Regions from separate parts of the Mus musculus genome. Here all the other regions are linked to region 1. A link is a contact called in public Hi-C data. All regions are on one chromosome and are shown on one strand. The core of a region is the stretch at or near the end of the contact, and the rest is flanking DNA. Distances in the headings are between cores, read along the strand shown.

Region 1 (2,700 bases), core at 96-2,595:
ACACAAACCCCAGGCCTGGATAATTAAGTACACAGCATTAGCCGCAGGGCCAGGTATAGCATCAATGCTAATTGTAGTATTGTTGAGAAAAGGATTATCCTCCAAGGACTCTCTCTGGTCCTAGGGCATCTCAGTAGACACAGTCCCAAGGGGATGCTTCCTTCTCTCCATAGAGCAACACCAAAGCTTTGGAGGAGGTTATCTGAGGAGACAGGAGCCCTGTGGCTTGCTGGGAATACACAGATCAAGGTGGCAGGTCACGCACACATCACCACGCCCCATAGCCTCATGTATCCACCTCCACACCAGCCCCCTCACATCCACATCCGAGAAGAGAGAACACGAGAACTCGGGTGTGCACTCACCCCAGCCCACGTGCGCTGGGAACACAAGGGGCTATCAACCTGTTACCCTTGCCCCTGTTAGAAGCCCATGGGCAATGGGGGACTGCTCATGGATCTCCCACCTAGGTGAGCCTGCCAGGAGGGCCAAGTGTATTTGCATATAATTTGCATGTGTTGACACAACCCTTCCCATCTCTGCACAGAGCTTTCCCAAGCTAACCTGTTATTACTGCCTCTCTGAAGTTGGCGCCGCCGCTCGCCCACCCACTGCCAGTGAGTACTACGCATGGAGACGGTCTAGGAGCTGGCAGATCAGATCAGATCACTTCAGCAACTCGCACAGCCTCACAGCCTCAGTTTCTCCTCTGGACAATGCATACCAAGACAGCTCTGTACAAAAACTCCCGATGTAAAATGTCCAGAGTGAAGTATTGCTTGCATGGAGGGAGCTCTTGATTTGCAGCACAGGGCTCAGAACGGCCTCTGGGTGAAGAAGTCGGTTCCCTAGGCCTCAGTGACTAGTTGTCACAAACTCAAAACTACAGGACTCTTAGTTAAATTGATATTTCCTGGGAACAGTTGAGTAGTGTTTTAGGAAGAACTGCTTCTATACGACCTTCTTGTATCAAGACAATAGTCACTGTTTAATTGAAATTTAAAATTTAGCCGGGTGTCCTAGATTTTTATCTAAACGCCTTACCTGGGGCCGAGGCCAGGGGGCTCCTGTCATTACTAATATCCTGTTTTCTTACTGTTCTTACAAAGCTCTGGGGGACATGGTCTCTGTTTCCCAAATGTCCTGCTTCCTACTCTCGGATAGGAAGCAGGGGGGGCAGGAGGCTTCATGTGAGGTGAATTGAGAATTGTTGAGGGGGAGGGGAGGGAACACATGCTTCCTAATCTAGGTACAAAGCTAGTCTGTGCTCCCCTCTACTCTCTGTGAAGAGACTGGGCGGTTATCACTGTGAACGTGAGGCCCATGCTTCCTGTGGTGAAGAGCGCGAGTGTTTTCATCAACAGAACTGGTTTCTAGGGCCTCCTCACAGGATGTGAGGCCTGTGGCAGGTCACAGAGGAAGAGGCAAGCTGTGGCAGGGGCTACAGCTTGGGGCGGGAGGGCTGGTGGTGGAAGGGGGCTGCATGTGGGCCAGGCTGTGTCAGTCCAGGGGCTGGAGCAGGAATCCAGCCCCATGGTTATCTACAGAGAGCTCTCCGTCAGGCTGCATTCTGCTTTCCTTGATTCATATTCGGTATGATGCTAGACTTACTCCATTACAGTCTTTAAGTCTTTATCTAAGCTAGGCACCATGCAGGATGGGGCAGAGCTCAGCATCTGAGGTTAAGCCCCAGTTCTACTGGCTCCTCAGAGCCATGACTGAAGGAGCCAGGGATGGAAGTGTGGCTCAGTTGGTAGAGCGCTTGTCTAGCATGCATCAGGCCCTGGGTTTGTGATCTGCAGAGTGCATAGCACACCTGTCATCCCACCATCAGAAGGTGGCAGCAGGAAGATCAGACTGTCTAGGTCATTCTCAACTATGTAGCACGTTCCGGACCATCCTAGGCTACCTGAGAACCAGGAAAGACTAGAGAACGCCCGTCAAGCTTGCCTATGAGCCATGTGTGGTAACTAGGGAGAGCTCTGCATCTAAGGGCTTTGCCAGGACAAGCTTTTCACCCTGGGGAACAGGGACACTATTAGAAAACATGTGGCTCACCCAAGAGTGACAGTTTCCTTCGAGATTTGTGAAGAAGAGGAATTGTACGGTAAGACCAGAGGATAGATCATGGAGTGTATTGAGAGATAAAAATCCAAAACTTAAAACACAAGACTCCACATTCTTCCCATAAAGTAGCACTGGGCAGGCCCCACCCTTCGGGCAAGTTGCAAAGATGACGTAACACAAGGCATCACTTTTCCCTGCCCCCACCACCTTCATGAGACAGATCTTCCTTCTGGGAACATATGTTTCCACCATGTCTGCTTCCATGTGAATGGTTAAACCCTAAGCATCCACAGCAGCTGGGGCACTGAAGTAACCCCTTGGGCTCTCACAGGTTGCTAATGGCATGCTATGGTCAGACCTCCAACAGAGGCCAGGCACCTCGAAAAACCATTTTCCTCTTGGCTTCACCAAGATGTAACTGTGTACCTGTGGTTCAAGTATGGCTAGCCTAGAAGGGACCAGAGGATTTCATAACTAATGGAGACCTGTCCTTCGCATCTGTCCCTCATGAACAGTGTGCCCCGCCTATAGCATCCATCTAGCCCCCTTCTCCTAGGTCGAAGGTGCTTCAGAGGAGGACTGAAAGAAAGTGGCCAGGGAACTTGAGGTGTGTAGGGGCTAAAACACACTCAG
Region 2 (2,700 bases), core at 90-2,589, 270 kb after region 1:
AGGCAAAACAGCTCCTGGATTGGGCAGAAGTAGCTAACTCCCTGTCTCTGCGCCATTTTCATACCTCCTTTTCAGTTGTTCAGGTAGAAGTATTGATTTTTTTTTTTAATTAGAGAAATAAGTCTCTGCCTATCCCACCAATTCTGAAGCAGGGAGGGACTCGGAAGCTTAGAGCCTGTCGGCAAGGGTTGTGGATTCCAATTTTTAAGTGAAGATGTAACTGAAAAGATGTTTTCCTGAGAGTACAAAACCCTACACCAGTTGACTCCAGTGAAACCTGCAGGGTGGTGGGTGGGAACCTCCTGTGCTGGCCAGCTCTGGCTGGCCAAGGGGTGGCCAAGGCCCGTCGGCCATGTTGGAGCTGCACTGCAGCAGGCGAGGCTGCGGCCGCAGAGGACCTGGCCTCAGAGACGCTGTCACCCGGCCAAGTGCTGTTCACTGTCCTCTGCAACCAGGCACCATGTTCCAGCGCGAGGGGCTGCTTTGGGTGGACACCGGTGCTTCTACTCTTATTCCTATTTGTTGCCCCAAAGGTTGAGAAGGGTGTGGGGGTGCACCCATCAGCTCTTTCTTGGGCTGTCTAATATGCAAATTAGAAAAAAATGATTAGTGGCAATTAGCAGCTGTGCTTTCTAGAGGTTAGTATACACTCCTTCAAACGTCCTGTCTCCTGCAGGCCAGGTCCATACCACCTGTCCTGCTCAGTGCCCTGCTCAGATTTGACACTTACTCTCCGTTAAACCCATTAACATGCAGGATCCTCATCTGCTTCACAATGGTGCTTTTGCCAGACTCTCCAGCACCTGAGAAAGGAAAGTGAGGGCGTGGGTTAAGAAACAGGCTTGTCACACTTCACCTGGATGATGGCCTTGGAAAGCAGCAGAAGCAGCACACAACAGACACACAATGACACAACTGCAAACCTCCTTCACATGACGACGCAGTGAAAAACAACAGACACATCCAACATAGCATCTACCTGAAGTATCTCACCATAGAGTAACAAGCAAGAATTAAGGGCTCTGCTGTTTTTAAATAGCTTTTTTTTTCCCTTTTGAGTTTTGTTGTTGTTGTTTTGTTTTCTCTTTGGGTTTTTTAAACTCATGAGGCGATGAAGGAATGACGTAATTGTCACTGGAAGGGTGAAAATTTTAAGTCAAAACTGTGAATTTAGTATTGAAATGTGGTCAAAGGTACTCTATGCAGCAGCCACCTAATTTCCTGTTTGTTAGTCATTTTATGGTTAAAATACTTAGGAATGGCAGACAATGCCTAGACACTGCAGTCTCCCACTATCACGCCCCGCTGCAGCACCTCCCTCCCAACGCCACAATGCAGCTGCTCTCAAGCATGCTTCAGGTCCACCCTAAAACCACAGGGCTACACTGTATCCACTGTATCCACTCCCTTCCCCTGCAAAAGGAATCTTTCTAAAGATACATTTTTCTCTGGATACAACCACCATGTTGCAGAGGGAAATGGTAGACCATCAATTATCTGTCAGCAGCAGAGGGGCGGGAGCGGGGGGCGGGGGAGCAAAAAAAAAAAAAGCAAAAAACAAAAAATAAACACATTTCGTTATCAAACATGGCACTTGAGACCTCATGAGCATCAGGCAACATGCAACTTCAACAGTACCAAGAGTTTAAAAAAAAAAAAGGATAAGACTTTAATTATATGCACAAATATTCCTGGAAGGTCCTGAATAAGAAGATTCTAGGCTTTCCCCAACTAAGGAAGTAAATAGGAACACAGGCCTCCATTTTAAATCACCTTTCTTTCTTTCTTTCTTTCTTTCTTTCTTTCTTTCTTTCTTTCTTTCATAGGTAGTATTTGGAGGACCCTCCAGCCCCACCCCATTTCCACCAAGTTTCTGCAAATGTACTCTTCAGCCCGTATTCCCTGTGGGAATGGTTTTTCCCCTCCTCCCACAACAATCTAATTTTTAAAAAAATCTTGTTCTTTTTCTCCATATTGTTTCTGTTTTGGTGCCCAGATAGAAAGGCATTCACTCCCCCACCCTATTCAGTTCAACACTCCCCCTCCCCGAAATTCTCCACCCCTCCATTTCTTCACCCCTCCTCTTTTCCACCCCTCCACAAGTCCATAAGCAAGATTTGTAAAAGTTAAAATTGGTTTCCACAGCAGCATTGATTTCAAAGCAAACACCATCCTAATGAGCAAAATTCTCATAAATTAAATATAAAAGGCAATATTGGGAGGCTTCCATGAAGGAAACAGAGGACTCATCAGGTCCCTCAGCACTCCACCCTCAGAAATGGGAACATTTGTGACACCAGGTTTTTTTCAGAGACAGAACTAGATCCGTGCCTCAGTTTCCACTTTTGTAAGAATAGAAAACTGGGCTGAAAAATAACTGCCAGGCTTTTGTTTGTTTTGTGGTTCTGCAAATTTACTTAATTTACCTGATAGAAGTTAAAATGGGTTAAAGAAAAGGAAGTTGGGGGTATTAAGTTTCCTTTGTGGGTAATTATTTCATTTTTAAGAAATGTAAAATGTCGCCAATAGCCAGGGCAACAGATTTCTGTGCCAAAGGTCATCAATTAATTGTGGCACAATGCAGCCATGTAGACCAGAGACTTGAAAGGAGGCAAGGTGGGCTCAGAACTGCAGTCTCAAATAAGTGGGGACATTTGAAATCACTGTAAACACACACAAAAAAAGATGTTAGGAATTTGA
Region 3 (2,700 bases), core at 191-2,690, 290 kb after region 1:
TTAGCTACACATCTGGGTGAGGAGCCAGAGATAAGGACACTCACAACAGGGCAGGGGCTGGAGTGAGGTTTGGGGCTGGGGGTCAGGGCTAGGGGCGGGGTTATAATCTTATGACTTCATTTTAACAATAACATTACTCCTAAAAGAAAAAGGGCCAGGCCAACTCTGAGGCATGGGAAAGTTTTCAGTCCTGTGGGAAGTGAAAGTGGGCATTGTGTCCCCAGACGGGATTAGGGGCTCTAGGAGGGTGAGGTACCTGTTAAGGCAAGGATTTGTGTGCTTGGAGTTGGTCTGAGAAAGAACGCCATCAAATCACAGCAGATCAAAACTTCATCCCCTCCAGTGTGTTCAAACTAAGTGCCCAGGGACCCAAGACAGGATGATCCCTCCTCCCCACCCACCCCCACCTTTGAAATATGGGGCGGTTTTCTGTTTAGGTTGTCTACATTTGATCTAGAGAATTCTACCAGTTCCCACATTTGCAAGCAGACCCAGCTATTCTGAGCTCTTTGCTGACCTCTGGTGGGTAGGCCCATCGGTACTAGAACAGGCTGCTTACCTATACCCATATCACTAACACCTGGGGACAGCCTTGAAGTTCACATATCAGAAGCCCTGAAAGTGGGGGTAAAGAATCAAAAAAGAAAGAAAGAAAAAGAAAAAGAAAAGAAAGAAGGAAAGAAAGAAAAGAAATGGAAAAAAACACCCTTTTAAACCTTCAGGAAAAGAAAACAAAAGATAAACAAAAGCGGGCAAGAGAGAAGGAAAGTTGTAACAAAGTTTGAAAAGAATTGACTAGCAGAGTACAGAAATGTTAGCCTGAACTAATATTTTGTATCTTATTTCTCTGATTGTTACATTTTAGAAGAGAAATAGAAGAAGCTATGGAGAATGAAGTACTAAGGCTGGCCTTAGTGGCCGAGGGTAAGTTCCCAGCAGAGTCTGCAGCCCCTTCTAGGAAGGCCCATGTACCTTCCTCAGTAGCTGTGGAGGAGGCAGGGCAGTGGGATCAGGGCAAGTACAAAGCACTGTCTTTGGGACCTAGTCCTTATGTATGCATTTCTTTTCCAGCCCTTGGCTGGGTGAAAAGGGATGAACTTTGTGACCTCTGCTGCTACACAAGATAGCTCCAGGCAGGGGACCCAGAAATAGTCATTTGTTAAAGGACAAAAGATGGCCTAAGATGTTTTTCCTACACCACCTGCCATTTTGGTAAGGACAAAGGTGTGTGTGTGTGTGTGTGTGAGAGAGAGAGAGAGAGAGAGAGAGAGAGAGAGAGAGTGTGTGTGTGTGTGTGTGTGTTATACCTGGGGGGAGCAGAGATGCTAACCAACACCTTCTATTTAAAAGTTCTCCTAACAGAATTAAAAGATTCTAAACTGGGAAAGAACCCCACCCCCAACCTTTTCCCCAAAAGACAGAAGGATGTTTAGGGTCTCAGAACTGTTCCTGGCAGAAGGAGAGCTTAGCACTGTTACACAGAAAGCCAAAGCGGGGGGGAGAGAAGGGGCTTCCAGGTTTGCACCCCACTGTATTTTATCTTTCTGACCTCCTAAGGTCTACAAAGTGGGGATACTTGTCACCAGATATCAATTGCTGTCCTGAAACCTTAAACAAAAAGCAACAACAACAACAAAAAAAACCCAAAACAACACATTCTTAGGCCTGGGGCGGAGCTACGTCCCTGGGAAGGAAGATAAAGGGAGGGGGCTGCCTGAAGCAGGCGCAGGCTTGAATTTTCTAACACCAGGCTCTCAATTGTAAACTCGGAGCGCCATCTGCCAGCCAGTTCTGAACAGCCCTCCTTTGTTTCGATTTTCCTACTTCCCAGCCCTAAACAGTGGGCTCCCTTCTTTCCTTTAAAGTATATATGTATTTTATAAATTCTGGCTCAGAAAGGTTCTCCCTAGAAAAAGATCCTACTTTAAAAGAAAAAAATCTGAAAATGAAAAGAAAAATAAAACAAGAAGAGAGAGAGAACAGGAAAAGAACAAACAGGTAAAATGCCCCAGGACCTTTTGTTTCCTCCCTCCTGCTGTGAACTTGGGGTGCAAATGAGATGGGCTCCCTTTTCTACTTAAGGCAATCAGGCTCTTCCTTCCTTCCTCCCGCTGGGAGCTACCTCAAGGACTCCCCCGGGTGAAAGTGTTTTACTTCTGGGCACCTTGAGTCTGGGGGTGAGCTTTCGCTACATTGGTTTTAGATTTGTCTGCCAAATAAATTGAGTTTCTACTCTGTGCCCCACTTTCTCCAGATGTTCCTGGCCTAAAACCCCTTGTGAGTACTTCATACACATAGACCTGGGAGACATGGGAAGTTTCTGGCTTCCTCTTAAAGGAACTCATGAAATTTGGTACCTCTTTGGCCATGGCAGAACCTCAGGTAAGCTTGAATACTTCAAGATGTATCATCAGTCTTTCCTGGACATCACTTGGCAAGCAAGCACATGGAACTCTAAACTCAAGTGTTAGAATCAACCAAGGTCCCAGCAAAACCCCTGAGCTTAAACCAGTGCTCTCTCCATCATCCTAGGACCCTCTGCAAACACTGGAGATTCTCTGTACACCACTCCCCCAACTATTGGACTTTCTTCCCCATTGAGACAACATAGGAAAGTGATAACATGGAACATTTCCAAATACTCCCACTAGAAAGTGGGATTCCCTCCTAAGTGTACATCTTAAATCCTCACTTGCATAT

The links. Hi-C and Micro-C count contacts between places; a contact is called where the count stands out from the background.
Region 2: a Hi-C map of CD8 T cells shows a contact between it and region 1, with 4 times the contacts expected there. The contact joins two enhancer-like sites. A contact is called at or near these places in 5 of 39 promoter capture datasets (the C10 cell line, the HPC-7 cell line, cranial neural crest and 1 more), 27 of 484 Hi-C or Micro-C datasets (B cells, CD4 T cells, CD8 T cells and 19 more), 13 of 115 datasets of contacts at active chromatin or transcription factors (the 230-238 cell line, DN3 thymocytes, T-cell acute lymphoblastic leukemia and 10 more) and 3 of 9 other capture datasets (adipose tissue, liver and pancreatic islet).
Region 3: a contact with region 1 is called in a Hi-C map of the HPC-7 cell line, with 2.0 times the contacts expected there. The contact joins two enhancer-like sites. A contact is called at or near these places in 1 of 15 datasets of contacts at CTCF or cohesin (pro-B cells), 23 of 484 Hi-C or Micro-C datasets (the C10 cell line, CD4 T cells, CD8 T cells and 17 more), 7 of 115 datasets of contacts at active chromatin or transcription factors (the 230-238 cell line, DN3 thymocytes, T-cell acute lymphoblastic leukemia and 4 more) and 2 of 9 other capture datasets (adipose tissue and liver).

The regions. Positions count from the first base shown.
Region 1 is chr2:174,601,121-174,603,820 of GRCm38.p6, reverse strand. It overlaps Gm46781 (a long non-coding RNA gene), which reads left to right. Exons shown (of 2, transcript XR_003953979.1): 2 at 548-1,009. It also overlaps a transcript of Zfp831 not described here. Among named protein-coding and RNA genes, the nearest start is that of Gm46781, 4.5 kb to the left of the region's middle. Within about 2 kb of position 1,345, at least 105 of the 459 cell types and tissues checked have an H3K27ac peak or open chromatin away from gene starts, as enhancers often do. A contact at or near this core is called in CD8 T cells, CD8 central memory T cells, the HPC-7 cell line and 2 more, where this site is marked.
Region 2 is chr2:174,332,315-174,335,014 of GRCm38.p6, reverse strand. Gnas (GNAS (guanine nucleotide binding protein, alpha stimulating) complex locus) reads right to left here. Exons shown (of 12, transcript NM_010309.4): 2 at 731-803. Among named protein-coding and RNA genes, the nearest start is that of Gm30189, 6.3 kb to the right of the region's middle. Within about 2 kb of position 1,339, at least 45 of the 459 cell types and tissues checked have an H3K27ac peak or open chromatin away from gene starts, as enhancers often do. A contact at or near this core is called in CD8 T cells, CD8 central memory T cells, group 2 innate lymphoid cells and 1 more, where this site is marked.
Region 3 is chr2:174,310,136-174,312,835 of GRCm38.p6, reverse strand. All of the region lies in intron 1 of Gnas (GNAS (guanine nucleotide binding protein, alpha stimulating) complex locus), which reads right to left. Among named protein-coding and RNA genes, the nearest start is that of Gnas, 14 kb to the right of the region's middle. Within about 2 kb of position 1,440, at least 37 of the 459 cell types and tissues checked have an H3K27ac peak or open chromatin away from gene starts, as enhancers often do. A contact at or near this core is called in the HPC-7 cell line, where this site is marked.